2 separate regions of the Columba livia genome follow, and region 2 is linked to region 1. The links are chromatin contacts, called in public Hi-C maps. All regions are on one chromosome and are shown on one strand. Each heading gives the region's core, a stretch centred on a gene start, on an enhancer-like site or on the middle of the called end of the contact. The rest is flanking DNA. Distances are from core to core; before and after follow the strand shown.

Evidence for each region. A called contact is a pair of places that touch in the nucleus more often than the background predicts.
Region 2: a contact with region 1 is called in a Hi-C map of crop, with 2.4 times the contacts expected there. The contact joins two enhancer-like sites. A contact is called at or near these places in 2 of 2 Hi-C or Micro-C datasets (crop and liver).

The regions. Positions count from the first base shown.
Region 1 is chr1:197,282,176-197,284,875 of bColLiv1.pat.W.v2, forward strand. The region is part of intron 2 of SRPK2 (SRSF protein kinase 2); the gene reads left to right. Among named protein-coding and RNA genes, the nearest start is that of SRPK2, 17 kb to the left of the region's middle. Within about 2 kb of position 1,251, at least 1 of the 3 cell types and tissues checked has an H3K27ac peak away from gene starts, as active enhancers do.
Region 2 is chr1:197,500,427-197,503,135 of bColLiv1.pat.W.v2, forward strand. No RefSeq gene overlaps it. Among named protein-coding and RNA genes, the nearest start is that of KMT2E, 27 kb to the left of the region's middle. Within about 2 kb of position 1,300, at least 1 of the 3 cell types and tissues checked has an H3K27ac peak away from gene starts, as active enhancers do.

The sequences.
Region 1 (2,700 bases), core at 1-2,500:
ATTTCTGCTAAACCGCTTTTCTTCTAGGTGTGGCAAGCGCTTTGCACAGTGGGTGTCTGTGCCCTCGTGGCATTCTTGTTCTGAATGCTTTGCTTTCTGTGACAGCATGGTGTCTGTGTTACCACACACTTTCTGTGTCTGAGCCTTTCCAAATGTTTCTCCTTTAACATTTTTCTGACACTTTTCTCTAATTTGTCTTGCTGATGCTCTCTTGCCTCTTGAGGAAGCTCCTGGTTCTGTAAGGACCAGGACAGATAAGACACAAACTTAACATTCCTTGTGATTCAGTGTCCATTGTGCTTTTCTTGTACTGACTTTTTTTCCTGATGTTTGAACAGTCCTTAATTTCTTTTTTTTTTTTTTTTCTGGGGATCCTATTAAGAAAGAGTCCTGAATGCCATTGTTCCTGTAAAAGCTGGATATTCTGTTACTGACTTAGTCACTGAGCAGGTCCCTGATCACATTCCTATCAGGGAGAGAATTGTTTTCTTTGGAAACAAGAGTCCTTGAATATGTTGAAAAAACCCACAACAACAAACCAACAGATGGGCTGCTTGAACTACCTGCCTCAGCAAGTATCCCGTCAGGATGAGCGCTCTGTAGATAGGCCCGCGTTTTTGTCCAAGGCACATCAGAAAGTGGGAGGTTTCGTGGGATGTCTGTTTTTTTTTTTATATCTCCCTCACATGTTGCAAATGTTAGCTCTGTTAGCTCCTGCCATTTAATCTAATGTTTTTTGCAGCGCTTTCCAATTTAAAGCTTATAGACTGCACATCCTTTCAATATTCTTTTCCATGCAAACAACAAGTTTTTTTATTTTCCCTTCTGCTTCTTGAAGCTAAAGTAAATTCTGTTTATATGTATTTGGTTTATGTCTCCCAGGGATCCGGCAGAACAGTAATGTGGTTTTGAGCCTGGCAGCAGTGCTGCCCTGGGGAGCAGGGCCTGCAGGCTGCTTCTGTGGTGAGGGAGATGGGGGGTTCTGAAGAGGAGAGCCTCTAAAGCAGTAGAGGTTGAACACTCACTCTCCAAGCAAATTGATCCATTGCTTCTTTAAAATCACCAGAAGTGCTTAAAATAGTTTATTGCTTCTTCCTGTACCTTATTATTTGTGCTCAGGGGGTGCTGCCAGTATGCGTGTGTTTGTAGATGCTGGTAAATACGAAGACTTTGTGGTTCATCTGTATTCCAATGACTCCTTGAGCGTGACCTGGCAGGCCGGGAAAAACAATTTGCAATGACTTTGCAGAACTACAAGAAGTACAATGCTGACAGGACGTGTTGGTGGCTGGCTGAGAAATTTTGAGAAATGGCAGTGGTCTGGGCATCAAAATCTCCTGAGTCCCTCTGCTGCCTGTGTGGATTTTCATTCTTCTTCAGTACTGCATGCATTTGAGAAACGGGATCAGCAAAGCCCGGATCTATTTTTGGCAGCTGCAATACAAAAACATTCCTTTGTGTGTAGTAGAGCTATTTTCCTTACTTGCTTTTTCTTTTAAAAAGAAGAGCAAATGCGATGCAGTTTGGCTGCAGGGAATTATATGACTCATTTAGTAAATAGTGAATACAAAGAAAAATAGTGTGTCTATTTTATTGCAGTTTTCTGCTGTATGTTTCTGTTGTCTCAGATTCTAATAAGGAAATTATCCAAGTAGCCTAGGCCCAGGGTATTGTTTTGAAAAATAACTAAGTCACATGCTACAAAATCAAGGTGTTCCCATTAAGTTAAAATTTCTTTCCATTTGTGTTCAAGTACTTCACAGAATCACAGAATGTCAGGGATGGGAAGGGACCTCAAAAGCTCATCCCGTGCAATCCCCCTGCTGGAGCAGGAACACCCAGATGAGGTTACACAGGAAGGTGTCCAGGCGGGTTTGAATGTCTCCAGAGAAGGAGACTCCACAACCTCCCTGGGCAGTTTGTTTACATGATACATGTTGAATTTTACTTAATTTCTACTTCAACAAAAGGTCACTTCTCTGTAGAACGTTAATGAAGTTCAAAATATAAAGAGCTGTGTAAATGGTAGGCAATGTCTACAGGGTTAAAACTGAAATTTTATCTGGCAAAACAGCCAGTTATCTGTATGCTATGAATAATTTGAACATAAGGAAACACTCAAATAGTTAAGAGGAGTCAGTTCCAGCCCCTTGCCCCACAGCTGCTTCTTTCAGTACTCTTTAGTATGTTTTTTAAATGTTGTTTTTTTTCCTTTCCTGTTTAATCTTTCCACAGAGGGTTGGGAGTCCTGTGGCAGCAAGCGGGACGTTGCCCATCAGTTACCATTGAGTCTCAGCTGCACACTTGGCTTGACTTTTTTGCCTGCTTCTCTTTGCATTGCATGGTCAATAAAATCAGTCAGAAATGCAATGTTGAAAATGCTTCACAGAGGTAGATTTTATTATTCGATATTAGGATCATGGGGAGTATACAAAAAATAAAAGCAACTGTCCTTTTAACTGTCATGATATCGTATCCAGTCTGATTTTTCTCACTTGAAGAATGAGAAATTTAAGTATATTCCATTCTGAAATGGGTGGGGGATTGCAACTATTGTCCTTTTCAGGTTTTCAGTGAGTTCTGTCCCCTTCTACAGTCAGGTTTTCTTTGATTTATTCTTCAGTATAGCAATTAAATTTTGTTTTGGTGGATTTAAGTGCTGAGAGCATGTTGGCTTATGTTTTTGTCTAAAATAGTCTG
Region 2 (2,709 bases), core at 50-2,549, 220 kb after region 1:
CCAAGATTGTCCAGTATTCCATTAAGCTAATATTAAACATCAGCATTCACAGCATCCTTATCATGATGTCTGTTAAACACTGAGCTGATACCATGTAGAACTTCTATCACAACCTCAGTATCTTACTTCTGAGTACCACTGGTCTGCTCTGACCACACGTATGAGCACGTATATGTGAAGTTAGAATTGCTTTTCTGCCTGTGCATCATTTTACATTTATCTATATTGAATTCTGTCTGCTGTTTTATTGCTCACTGACTGATTCTTCGTGCAGTCTGTCACCCCTCATTCTCACCACGCTCAATAACTTCCATCATCGGTAAACTCTGTCATATTTTTGTTCACTCCCTTTTCCAGGTACAATGAACCAGACAGCTCCATCACAGATCTTTGGGGAATTACACTGATTAACTGTCTTCTGTTTCCCATCTTTTAACAACTATTTGCCCCTGGATGGATCTTCCCTCTTAAGCCATGACTGTTTGGCTTCTTTAAAGGCGTTGAGGAACATGCTTGAAAGCTTTCTTGAAACTCAGATACACTTATCAACCAAACCGTGCTCGTCCTTGTGGCTGCTGAGCCCTTCCATGAATAATAATGCTTGATATAGATTTCCATTTATTAAAAAAAAAATTCTGGGTTCTTCCAAAGTATATGATATTTCTCTGTTTAATAATTCTTTTTGTTATTATAGTTTCTACTGTTTGCTCATAGGTGAAGCTTTGTACAGAAATATGCCTGTGTGGATAATTGTATGACTTCGGCAATGTGCCTACGTTTTGATGTACTTTCCTACATTCTTTGTAGGATGTCATGAAAATATCACAGCATGGTATGTTTCTGTAGAGAGCAAGTAATATCCATGAAGTGTATTCTAACAAAAGGAAAGTGCTGTGGAAGTGCACAGAATTCATGTTATTATGTAAGTTAAATCTAACAGGAGTTACCATTCATCATAGCAACAGAGCAGGTACAACAAAAAAGGATTAAATCAGGGGTTTGTACATATTTTGAAGTTACCAAGAGTTATTTGCCCATACCTGATGGCATACTTGAATTTCACCCAGTGAAGACTAGAAATTCCTTTAGCCCATAGATACAATTTTTTAGGGTCTGGGCTGAAAGTTTCCCTCTCACACTTGAGCAGGAGCAGTTTCAGGTGACTGAATGTAAGGATTGTTCCTAGCACCCATGTCCAACCCTTGTAAGTTTTCAGTCAGCTCTGGGGCCATCTGTCATGAGTTGTTAGCTACCTTGTTCAGTGTGAGTGACTATCTTGTGACCGTACCCAATGCTATGTGAAAAACAATGCAGACAGGCATTTGGGAATCTGCAGCTTATGAGAGAGGGGTGTGAAAAGTGCCTTTCCTTTGCCCGCTGAGGTCTTTGTGCTTCACTTGTCCTTTCATGAAGGGGAGGGGGAAAGACTCCAGGCAGAAATGAAGAAAGTTTTTCCGAGTAGCAGGGTCTTCAGCAAAGTACTGGGTGAAGCTCTTTGGAAGGCAGCACAGCTTCACTTGTGTGGTTTGCATAGCTGAAATAGCTCATGTAAATGAATTCAGAGACAAATCTCCTTAGCAAACTCAGCCATTCCCAAGCACAGAATGTTGTCATTAATAATTTGAGCAAAGTGTGTGGTCGTTGCTGTTCTTTCGTTAAACTACGTACTTTAGAACATCAATAAAAGCCTTCCTTGTGGCTGCACAGCTTAATCTCAGTGTCTGAAAACCTGACAGTGCCAGGTCTGATACAGCTGCTGGTAAAGGATCGTTTGCAGTTTTACTCATAAATTATCCAATGAAAGCAAAATACGAGAGGCAGGGTGGGTGAAAACCTCAAACAAATCCAGCAATTTGGGAGTAAATTATCCTCTCTGTTTTACTGAGCTTCTGAACTACTGCTTGATGAATAATGCTGTGAGAGTTTCTAGCAGACTGGCAGTTTTATTGTAATGTTTTGATAAAGCAAGAAGTGCTCATACGAGCATAGGCCTCTTAGGTCTGTGGATTGAAATGTGTGCACTGGCCGGGTGTAAGAACTGGCATTGCTGAGGTACAGGGAAGCACATACTTCGCAAAAGGCTGAGTCCAAATTGATGTTTAACATCCCATTCATGCTCTGTTTCACGGTAAGTGTGTGTATGCTTTTCCCTAAAATACACAAGAGGAAGCAGGACATATTTAGAAGGGAATATGTCTTGCATTTACAGGTAAGAGTGTGTACATGGATGCTCCCTGGAGAGCTGCTGGCTAGTGGTTACTAGCTTGTACATCCATCCTTATTCAGCATCACAGCAGTTAACTGCTGCCTTTTAAAAAATGAATTGTTTAAATCCGTATGAAATCCTAGGTGTGTCTAGGGGCCAGCTCTGAGCTCTGACTATTGCGGCATTCTGCTCCTGTGTGCAAGATTATCTTTCTAGTTAAGCCTGAATAGAGTTCATATCAATCTGTCAATAATCAGTGGAAGGGATGTCATAATGCAATGTCTGGTACTGTAAAAAAAAATAAATAAAATAAATACAAGTCCTTGAAAATGTGTTTGGAAAGGAACTGCCTTATTCTTAACAGCTGCAGGTCTGGCAGCAGCAGCTCATGAAGAGGTGTGGGAATTAGCTGAACAGTGTCCCTGCTGGCAAGGAGAGCTCGGAGGCTGGATGCTACTGATATGAGAGTGACTCCTCATTTGTAAATCCCTTTGCGTAAAGGA